Regions from separate parts of the Zea mays genome. Here region 2 is linked to region 1. The links are chromatin contacts, called in public Hi-C maps. All regions are on one chromosome and are shown on one strand. Each heading gives the region's core, a stretch centred on a gene start, on an enhancer-like site or on the middle of the called end of the contact. The rest is flanking DNA. Distances are from core to core; before and after follow the strand shown. Region 1 has its middle 40 kb from the start of LOC103653626. Region 2 has its middle 100 kb from the start of LOC100273623.

Region 1 (5,993 bases), core at 2,286-4,785:
ACTAGCTTTATGTGGGGTTAGGCTAAAAGCAAACTACTTTTACTTTGTCAAGTTTTATTTATTAACATTAATAAGGGCCAAGTTTTATTAGTAAACTCGAGTTATTATCCCAAAGAGTCATTATTAATAGAACCATCATCATCATCTGTAACCATTGTATCTCAGATCATCTGTAACTCTAATCAAAGAGGATCCCAAGGCTACTCTTAACCGTGAGCACGACTGATATATCAGTTTCGTTCCTCTGTAGAGGTCGCACACTTTACCCATGATCCATGATTCCCTTTCTGCCCGAGGAGCGCTACTCCCCATTGATCACTTATAGGTGGTCTGGCAAGGTAACACTATGTAGCCTTTACAAAGATTCCCCTGGTGTATAGCTGCTCATTAGTTTCGCCATTCGTACAAACACAATAATCCATAAAGGGATGGCTAACAAAACCAAATCGAATGAACCTCAGCACCCCACCCTTAGCAGAGAAAGCACTATGCCCTAGTCCCCATTGATGGCACAACGGCGAAGCAAACTACACCCTAGATTCCTCCAATTAATCGGCTAAGGGCGTCCCATACCACCCTCATGGTTGTACTGTTTACCCGAGTGGTCTCTCAATGAACAGGTCCTTATGTAGAGGTACTCAGGAAACAACCCGAGCCCCCTAGAGTGTCACAAGATCATCATCATATCCAGAATAAAATCACCGTATCATAAAGTAATTCTCATCATGTTCGTTGATAGTAAAGCACTAGCATGTAGTTGATCATAATAGCCTAACCCAAAAAGGTAATCAAGGACAAGATAAATAGAAAGATAGCCAATCCTTAGGTTACTGATAGTATGCGGGACAATGAATTATAAAGTAAATAGGACATAATAGGTCAGAGAACACTTGCCTTCACTAAACAGCTGCTGCTCATGGGGCTTCTCCTGCAACTTCTTCGGACTCTGTGGACGGAACGTTATCTAGGCGAGTGTGAACATACATTCAACATTCTTGAAACAGAAAGGAACAATACACCATACAGGGGAAACATTATAAAATCGTGCAATACAAATTAGAGCTCGCTTCTACGGTCACATAAGAAAAAGAAACGCTGAGATTGAAGCTACGATTGAGAAGTTATTGCGTTTACATTATATAAATATGAACTAGAACATTTAATTCGACATACTTGTATTAATCAACATTTATCAAATATAAATTAGAGCTATTACCTTGTTTCGATCAATTTGCTATACTAATAACTTTCGGTTAAATAAGTAATTTAATTAATATGAGCGATTCTAAGCGAGGCGAATTCGCAGCGCGCGACGCGCGAAACAACACGACCGAACGACGCGTGGACAAACGCGACAAGCGAGAACTACTAAATAGATGACACTTTTATACCAAACAATTATTAATGAAAGAGTATTTAAGTTAATATTAACCATGTTGATATTTATTTATAAAAGCGCAAGTTGAAAACTATAAATTAGATTTAATTGGAACTCTAATTTAATAAACGTTAGCCAAACAAACATTTAATAAATTATTTAAAACATGTGACATTATAAAATAATATTTTTAACATGTAGATAACTTTAATACGAATTTAACGTGACTTGAATGGAGTGAATCGAAATTGTAACGCAAAAGATATCGAATATTCTAATAAATCAAATATCTACGCACATTTAGATGTAACTCCAGGGTCCTTTTTGCACAAATGTCATCTTCTACCTCCCTCCTCTCTTCTCACAGCTGCCATGGCAAGGAGAGGGGTGGGGCGAGCTCGGCCATAGGGTGGAGGGGGCCGCACCGAGGAAGGGGGGTCGTGCCGCGGGGGTGGGGGCAGGGGGGGCGCTCGGCGACAAGGGGAGCAGGGGTAAGGATGGCAATCGGGCAGGTAGGACACGGATATATGGTTCGTGAACCCATACCCGTGAGACAAAATTCAATCCATACTCGTACCCATATATGTTCGTGGGTATGGATTTATACTCATAGTCGTACCCATCGGGTATCCGCTACCCGGCGGATACCCGTTACCCGTAGAGATGACAATGGTTAAAAACCTGCTGGGTATTACTTGCCCAAACCCATACCCACAAAGAAAAAATATGCCCGCTAAAAAACACATACCCATGTCGGGTATAAAATTTTACACAAACCCATGCCTATGGGGTTTCGGTACCCCAACGGGTTTCTCATACCCACTAACATCAACATAAAAAATAATTCATCATGTAAATGACAGTCAATACATTAATAAGCCAGGATAAAAGGAACAAGTGATAACTAATTTTAGCTTAAACTTTGTCACATGAAGTTTATTTCAATTAGAACATATTCAATTAATAATATTATGAGACTTATTTATAAGGAATGCTGATTTTAAGGCGGATTTTAAAAACCCATGGGTTTGCGAGTATGAGTAGTAGAAGAACAAACCCATGCCCACGTACCCATTGGATTTCCATTTGAACCTATTAACAAACCTATGGGTAGAGAAATTGATCCAAACCCATATCCTAATAGAGAAAAAACCCACCAGGTTTCGTGTAGTGGGTACCTATTGCCATCTCTAGTTACCCGCCTGCTCAATATAATTTTATATTCAACACCAAACAATAATTTAATCATATTTCAAAAGTTTGATCATTCTAGCAGCATCAAATGATAATTTTAGCACCAAACAACATGTCATGGAAGAAAATTGAAAAATAGAATTTAGGATAATATATTAAATTAGGATGGCCCACATGTCAGATACCCATCGGGTAATGAGTATGGATACTGGATATCCATATCCGCGAAAACATTATCTATGGGTACCTTATTATATCCATACCTGTATCCATGGATAGAAAATTCCACCATATTGATGCCCAATGGATAATTATCTGCGGTTACTTACCCATACCCGTACCCATTGCCATCCCTAAGCAGGGGAGCCGCAGTATGGGGGGTGGGGGCAGGGGGACGCTTGGCCAGCATGCTGGCTGTAATGCCCAAAAATGTAAATAATGAAGGTGGAATTGAATTACTTGTATGTTTGCCTCTAGTTAATATAAACATGTGAACAAACACATTTTTATTGAGTAATTAACCAATAACCTATAAAATAAATCATGCATCATGCTGGAGTTATTTGTGAGTGCATATAATAATAATAATAAAAATCTATAGAAAGACATCAATGTTCAAACTGGGAATTTAGACCTAAATTTGGAATTTTAGAATTTGGAGAAAGAGAAGCACTAGTCATCACAAAATAAATATTAAAATAGATAAATTCAGCCTATGCCATGTTTAAGTTGGACATTTAATGTGAAGATAAATCTACCACAAAGTTTGAATTTAAATGGAATTTAAATTATGAATTTGGAAATAAAAAGGAAAAGAAAAGAAAAGGGGAAATATAAAAGAAAAAGGGAAAACATCTAATTGGGCCTCGCTGTGTCTAAATTTGGCCCACATAGCCCTTACCATTCGCTCAACCCAGTTCCGGGAATCGGCGCCAACACCACTGGCCCACGCGCCAGACACACACATTCCCTCTCCGCATGGTCCGGTTTGACGCCTGTACCGTGCGTCCCTAGCACCAGGCGGTGACCAGTGGGCTCCGCAGCTCCGCTTGCCATGATCAACCACGCATTGATGGGTGGGCCAGGGTCGTCGGCGCATATGTTCTCTCCCGCCCACGCCCTCTGTCCACCTAGTCCTCGTGCCTGCAATTCCAACGTGGTGGGCGCCATAACGACCACCCCGCAGCTCGTTCTGGCGTAGCTTGCGGGCGAGATCTTCGCGTCATCGTCGGATAAGTGGGCAGACCCCCCTCTCCTCTTCTCCTCGTCTCACCAGTTGTGCCGCACGGAGAGACCGAGAGAAGCCGAGCGCCGTGTGCCACCACGAGAGATCTACTTGCCGTTGACCCAGTCCTCGAGGTGGTGTCCCTAGGCTTCATCTGGCCTGAAGGAAGGTTGACAAAGCCGGGTCGCATGGGATTCGTGGCCAGCACCGCCTGAATTGCTCACCGTCGATCGAAATCCGTCGCCGACTGCAAGCTCCCGCGGTTGAGGCCGTCCGTGCGTCTAGCAGTGGTGAGATGCCTTTCCCGTGTTTCGTCGTACCGTACTCTACGTTTTGCAGTCATTGGCGCGGGTAATCGGGCCGAGAATGAGGGAGACGTTAAGCTCCGATGAGAGCGCCGCCGTGCGTAGGACGCCGCCGGCCGGTATAGGGAAGAAGGTGCACGAGTTTGTGTGAGTCGTTAGATCTTTCAGATGCGGCTCGAATTAGATGTAGGACACCGGTTCGGGGGAAATAAAATCGGGAGCGTTGACGGTTGATCTGATGAACGGCGTCGTTCGGATCCGCATAAAAATCTAGGCCGTAGGATTGAATCCAACGCTCATGATGACATACCACTTCGCGGAGAATTAGATCTAATCTGGGCTGTTGGCTCCCGATCTGACGGCTTGGGTACCGCGGTACCTTTGGGCCAGGGAATTTTATTAAAGAGACCCCGCAGAAGATAGATATCGACCCATAGTCCAGTGCCACTTTGTACTGAGTCTCAAGATTTTACGTAGAAGCCCCTGTACTTATCTGTTTTTGCGCGCGCAGTCCAAACAGAGATTTAATCAGGAATTAATTTAAGAAATGAATTTCTAAGTATAAAAATAACCCTAGAACTTGTTTAATTCCTAAAAAAATCATATTAACTCCAAATTGTTCCATTCCAGTTTCTATAATTTTGTAATAATATTGTTCATCACATAGTGCCTCTATTTTAACATGAACACTGTATTAAAATTGATCTTTTAATTTATCTTGTACCAAACACATAAAGCTTCGAAAATTAATAACTTAAGATCCGTAACTCCGAATTTAGTGATTCTTTTTCCTATGATCTCATTTTAATGTGTAGATTATTAATATGTATTTTGTATACATGTTTAGTGTGATGTTGATTTCTCCTTTGTACTATGCTTGTTTGTATTGTAGCGAGTAGAAGAGCCACTAGCAAAGGAGTCTGGTGTTCAGCAGGTAGAAGTTAATGAGCAGGGGCTCATTGAAGGCAAGTTGTGCCGTTGACCACTTTTATTACCCAATAATGTTCTTTATTATCACTTATCCATGAATAGGCTTAATTTTGATGGGACCCAATTGAAAGGGAAATGCACCCTTGGGCCATTTCTATAAATATTTTGGTGATTAGATGCCCAAGACATATTATATCAAGGTGATGTGTGCCAAGTGTTAAAGAGGTGCAAATAAAGAGTAAAGGTAAGCTCTATACACTTGGTCAATTATTTTATATGCTAAACACTATAGTCTAAGTGCCGGGGACTCAGCTAAGTGAAGTCCAAAAGAATCAAAAGAAGAAAAAGAAAGAAATGAAGAAAAGGTGCTGAACTACGCAACACCGGACGGTATGGAGCTACTCAACGGACAGTCCGGTGTGCACCGGACGATCCGGAGCCAATCACCAGACAGTCCGGTGTGTGCACCGGACAGTTCGGTGCAAGGTCTGCGAACTCCTCGCTCTCAGATTTTTGCTGGCTACGTCGGCTAAAAATCACCAGACAGTCCGTGTGAGGCACCGGACAGTCCGGTGCTCCAACCGTGCAACGGCTATCTGCCACATCGACAAGCGCCAACGGTCACATGGTGCACCGGACGGTCCGGTGCCCCATAGAAAAGGAAGATAGCCAATCAGGGGATTCTGTGCCGCGTACTGTTCACTGTCCAGTGCACCACCGGACAGTGTGGTGCACCGACAAACAGAAGGCAAGAATTGCCTACCAAATGGAGTTCCAACGGCTCCTAGTTGCCTTGGGGCTATAAAAGGGACCCCTAGGCGCATGGAGCACTGAACCAAGCATTCATTAAACATTCTAAGATGCCTAGACTTCGCCACCACGCACTCGGATCATCGTGTTAGAGATTTGAGCACCATTTGAGTTGTAAACTCCCTGCGCCGTGTTTTGTGCTCATGTCTTG
Region 2 (5,783 bases), core at 1,314-3,813, 200 kb before region 1:
CAGCTTTATGCTGATGGTGGTTACCAGCCGAGTTTAGGAGTCTTGGGGGTACCCCTAATTATGGTCCCCGACAAAATGCCACCAAAATAGAAGGTGAATAAGCTCCAAAGTTGTTCCTAAGGGGATGCAGAGCTTAAATGCCACCGAAATATAAGGTGAAGAGACTCAAAAGACGTCCCTAAGGGGATGCAGAGTCTGAGTGTTTCCGTGTAGATATGTGTCTTTGGCATAAACATCATGCCGCATCATATCATCGCATCATTCCGCATAGCATTACATCATACATCATGTCGCATCAATAGCAAAGATTGAGTACGATGCAAACCTTCGGCAATAACTTGATGAATGAAAGTGTGTCGGGGCACGATGCAAACCTTTGGCAATTACAATCTTACCAGGAAAATATTTATCGACAACAATATCATACAATAGCTTTGCTATAGAAGGGTTTTTTTCTTTTCGAAGCATGAAAAGAAGGGAAGGTGTTTTTTCGTCGAAGGCTCAAAAATGGTATGTACGCAAATTTCATGCATCGCAAAGAAATATATTACATTAATGTACACATAGATATACAATGTTTAACTCATACGAATATTACATCACACAAATGTTGCATGTCCTAGCTACACAAAAGTCTAGTCTTCCTTCAAAATCTTCTTAGCAGCTTCGTTCAGAAGTTTGTTGACAGCTTCGTCAACAGCTTCTTCAGCAATTCTTATAGTTTCTAGTGCTGCCTTCATTGCTGGATCAGCTTTGGGATCATAGGGCTCAGGTGGCGGCGAATGTTCAGCTACAGTAAAAGTAATATGTTGTTAATCTGAAGCCAGAAAAAATACTAAAGCTATGAAACAGTAAAATACCTATGCGCCTTGCACGCTCGGCAGCCTCTTCGGCTCGCTTGGCTTCTTCTCGTGCTTCATGAGTTTGTTTCTCATTCTTCTTTATAGCTTCGTCGGCTAGTTCTCGGCCGCCTTTCTTCCAAATGTTGGAGTAAAATTTTCCGCCCATCAAAGTCGCCTCAGCCGAAGGATCCTTCGTGTTCTCCACAGTGAAGACAACCTCTGTCTGGGTTGCAGATTTAACGTGTTCGCAGCCAAATATTTCCAAAATTGCTGCAACCCCTCTGGCACCGGCAAAGGCGCAGAAATCACCGCGATCACTAAGGATCTCCTCGAAAGCTTCAGATTTTTCACCAATACATTCGATGATCCCTTCGGGATCACCTCTAATAAATTTTTGCTCGGATGATTAAGCACCCACCTTTGCAAAACTATCTTTCAGCTTCTTGGCAGAATCCAAGGATTTTTCATAATATCTTTCCTTCGAATCCCGAAGCTCATCTGCATTCTTTTTCAATCTGGCGCTAGTCCACTCGATTATTTCCGGCTTTGCCTTAGCCACTTCGAAATCTTCATTCTTCTCGGCAAGCTTTTTCTTTAAATTTTCAATTTCAGCTCTATGAGCTTCGGACTGCGCGACAAGATTGGCTTCACTAGCCTTGACTCTGTCTACTAAGGAAAGCAAAATTTTATCCTTCTCTGTAGCTTCATTCCTTAGTTTGATAACCTCTGACCGAAGGTTACCAAGGTGTAAGGTCCAAAATGTGTATAAAAAATAACAAAATAAATATATGAAGTGATAAAATAGTAAATTCAGAAATCTCAAATTATACTAGAGTGTTGAAATTTGAGGACTGAATTTTGAAAACCAAGAATTATTTCAGAAAAGAAGTAATAGAAAAGTTTTCTATTCAACTAAAACAGTAAGCACATCATCAAATGATGCACCATAAGCATTTAGTTACATAAATATCTGAGTTTGAAGTAACTTTTAATTCTTGTCCCACAATCAAAATAACATTTTCCTAAAAAGAGAGGAACAATATGAGTGTGTCTCATATCTCAAACATTTAATCAATTAAAATAAATGTATATCTATGGTTTCATAATTAATTTGGAGTATGTAGTGAAAATGTGAATTCCTAAACTTTATCTTAGATTGGAATTATAATTTTGTAATGTCAAAATATAATAATATGGGAATTCAAATTATGAATATGAAAATAAGAAAGGAAATATGCTATACAAAATAAATAAGTAAATAAATATAATCTGTCCATACTAGTATGTTTATTTTGTACATTAACTTGAGTACAAATTAACATCCATAGTTGAATTCAAATTGTGAATTTAAAATAGAAAATGAGAAAGAAAACAATTTAGGGAACCATTTATTCCTTTGGTAAATAAATGACAAGGAAAATAAATAATAACATGATTGACAGTAGATTTTAAATTCCCATTAGGATATGTTTTATTTTTGGAATTCCGAAATCCAAAAATATAAATTGACTTCAGTTTGAATACTTGAAGTTTGGAAATTCAAAAGAAATTATTAAAAAGGAAAATCAAAAACAGAAAAAGAAAACAATAAACTCATTCGACCACTGGGCCGATTGTTCTCCCGTCGACCCATTTCTCCTTCCCTCTTCTTGGCCCATTCCCAGACTTTCCACCCGCGCAGCCCAATCGCCAGAAGACCGCGCGCCGACGTGCGGGCCCAGGATGGCGGTCACCTGGGCGCCGCGCACCTCTGACTGGTGGGTCAGGGAAGCCAGGTTGCCCTTCACTTCATGCGACGGCGGCTGAAACCATCACCACGAAATCCGCGGAGGTCGGCGCAACAAACCCGCGAGCTTCGCCCCTCCCTTCGATTACTTAAGGCCGGGTCGTGGATCCCCGCATTTAACCCTGGACTATCGCGCGCCACCTCGTCACAGCCACACACACATCCGTGAGAGCCGCCGAGGGCAGTACAACGAGCGAACGCCGCCGGCGGGCTGCTCCGGGTAATCAGGGCTAGGGCGCATCATGGGCGCGTTAGTGAGAGTCTTAGGGGTCGCGCCGTGCGGGATTTCTCACTGGGGCCATCTCAATTACTCACAGGCGTCGTGATTTCCGCCGAACACCGTTGCGCGCCGTGGATAGGAATACCTGGAGCTTAATCACCGGTAAGAGGCCTTCCAACGTGCTTGTCTTTGTCTCCGCGACACGTAGCACACTTTCGCAAGACTATTCGGGCCGGGATCGCTGCGATGGTGTGCTCCGGCGTACTCTCCGGCGTGGGCGCGGGTGCCTTGCTCGGCCTTGGACGCGGGGTAGAAGAAGCACTCTGCACCGTTGGATCTGGATGAATGGTGTAGATTAGAATGCCAAATACCCTTTCGTCGTATTAGATCTGAGTCGTAGGTATTGGAATGGATGGGCAGGATTGGATCGTGGCGTGGTCGTGTGTGGGCCGCTGATCCATGATAGGGACGCTGTTGATCGCCGTTACCTTTAAGTACTGGCGTGCTCGGGGCTGTTGGATCTAATCTGACGGCTGTGAATACACGATACCCCTTCACCGCGCACTTTTCTAATGAGCCCCTGTTGAGTTACGAAATGAACCCGCGGTCCATAAACAGTATAGGGAGGTTTAATCTATGCCCCTGGAACTTACATTTTAGCCCCTGTAAAACCACAGAATTGTGCGCCCAGTCCAGGAATTAAAGAAAACAGGAAAAAGGAAATTTAGAAATTGATTTTGAGTATAAAAATAATTGTAGAACTTGTTTAATTCATATAAAAGTCATATGAAGTCCAAATCAATCCATTCCAATTTCTATAATTTTATAATATTATTGTTTATTCATTAGTGCCACTGTTTTGTACAAGAAAGTCACATTAAAATTTATATCCTATTTGAAAGTCGCCTAGAGGGGGTGAATAGGCAAATCTAAAATTTATAAACTTTAAGCACACCTACAAGCCGGGGTTAGCGTTAGAAATATAATCGAGTCTAAAAGAGAGGGCGAAAATAAACCACAAGCAAATAAGAGCGGATGACACGGTGATTTGTTTTACCGAGGTTCGGTTCTTGCAAACCTACTCCCCGTTGAGGTGGTCACAAAGACCGGACCTCTTTCAACCCTTTCCCTCTCTCAAACGGTCACCTAGACTGAGTGAGCTTTTCTCTTCAATCAAACGGGACACTTAGTCCACTACAAGGACCACCACAACTTGGCGTCTCTTGCTTTGATTACAATGATCTTGGGAACAAGAAAGGAGGAGGAAGAAAAGCGATCCAAGCGCAAGAGCTCAAAAGAACACAACGAAACTCTCTCTTCTAGTCACTAATGCTTTGAGTGGAATTGGGACTTGGAGAGATTTTGATTCACTCTATTTGTGTCTTGTATTGAATGCACTAGCTCTAGTATTGAATGTGTTGGCTGAAAACTTGGATGCTTTGAAGTGTTGGTGGTTGGGGGTATTTATAGCCCCAACCACCAAAGTGGCCGTTGGGGAAGGCTGCTGTCGCAGGGCGCAACGGACAGTCCGGTACGCCACCGAACACTGTCCGGTGCGCCAGCCACGTCACCCAACCGTTAGGGTTCGACTGTTGGAGCTTCTGACATGTGGGCCACCGGACAATCCGGTGGTGCACCGAGCATGTCCTGTTCACTGTACGGTGTGCCATCTGGCACCTGCTCTGACTCTGCGCGCGCAGTCGGCACCGTTCACTTTTGCAGTCGACCATTGGCGCTGTAGCCGTTACTCCGCTTGGCACACCGAACAGTCCGGTGCTACACCGGACAGTCCGATGAATTATAACAGAGGATAATTCCAGAAACCCGAAGGTGGTAAGTTTGGAGTGATTCTCCATGGTGCACCGGACAGTCCGATGCGCCAGACCAGGGCTGCCTTCAGTTGTCTTTTGCTCTTTTTATTTGAACCCTTTCTTGGACTTTTTATTGGTTTGTGTTGAACCTTTGGCACCTGTAGAACTTATAATCTAGAGCAAACTAGTTAGTCCAATTATTTGTGTTGGGCAATTCAACCACCAAAATCATTTAGGAAAAGGTGTGACCATATTTCCCTTTCAATCTCCCCCTTTTTGGTGATTGATGCCAACACAAACCAAAGCAAATACATAAGTGCATAATTGAACTAGTTTGCATAAGGTAAGTGCAAAGGTTACTTGGAATTAAACCAATTTACATTTCATAAGATATGCATGGATGCTTTCTTCTAATTTAACATTTTGGACCACGCTTGCACCAATTGTTTTTTTGCAAATATTTTTGGAAACTCTTTTCAAAGTCTTTTTGCAAATAGTCAAAAGTATATGAATATGATTTTGAGAAGCATTTTCAAGATTTGAAATTTTCTCCCCCTGTTTCAAATGCTTTTACTTTGACTCAACAAAACTTCCCCTTAATGAAATTCTCCTCTTAGTGTTCAAGAGGGTTTTAGATATGAATTTTGAAAGAGGTCATACCAATTTGAAATTATATAAAAAATAAGATACCAATTGAAAAACTTCTTTAATACAAATTGAAAAACTACAAATTTTGAAATTGGTGGTGGTGCGGTCCTTTTGCTTTGGGCTAATACTTTCTCCCCCTTTGGCACGCCAAAACGGATACTTGTGAGTGAAATACAAGCCCTTTTCAAACTTTCTCCCCCTTTGGCAAATAATATAGGAGTGAAGATTATACCAAATTGGAGAGCGATGCGGAGTGACGACGAAGGATGAATAATTCCATGTAGTGGAGTGGAAGCCTTGTCTTCGCCGAGGACTCCATTTCCCTTTCAATCTATGACTTAGCATGAAATGTACTTAAAAAACACATTAGTCATAGCAAGTGAAAGAGATATGATCAAAGGTATAAATGAGCTATGTATGCAAGGAATCAATCAAAGTTCCTAGAATCAAGAATGTTTAGCTCATGCCTAAGTTTG

Evidence for each region. A called contact is a pair of places that touch in the nucleus more often than the background predicts.
Region 2: a Hi-C map of endosperm shows a contact between it and region 1, with 10 times the contacts expected there. The contact joins two enhancer-like sites. A contact is called at or near these places in 3 of 25 Hi-C or Micro-C datasets (bundle sheath, endosperm and leaf mesophyll).

What each region holds. Positions count from the first base shown.
Region 1 is chr4:121,155,338-121,161,330 of Zm-B73-REFERENCE-NAM-5.0, reverse strand. No RefSeq gene overlaps it. Among protein-coding and RNA genes, the nearest start is that of LOC103653626, 40 kb to the left of the region's middle. Within about 2 kb of position 3,535, at least 18 of the 20 cell types and tissues checked have an H3K27ac peak or open chromatin away from gene starts, as enhancers often do. A contact at or near this core is called in bundle sheath, endosperm and leaf mesophyll, where this site is marked.
Region 2 is chr4:121,351,776-121,357,558 of Zm-B73-REFERENCE-NAM-5.0, reverse strand. No RefSeq gene overlaps it. Among protein-coding and RNA genes, the nearest start is that of LOC100273623, 100 kb to the left of the region's middle. Within about 2 kb of position 2,563, at least 17 of the 20 cell types and tissues checked have an H3K27ac peak or open chromatin away from gene starts, as enhancers often do. A contact at or near this core is called in bundle sheath, endosperm and leaf mesophyll, where this site is marked.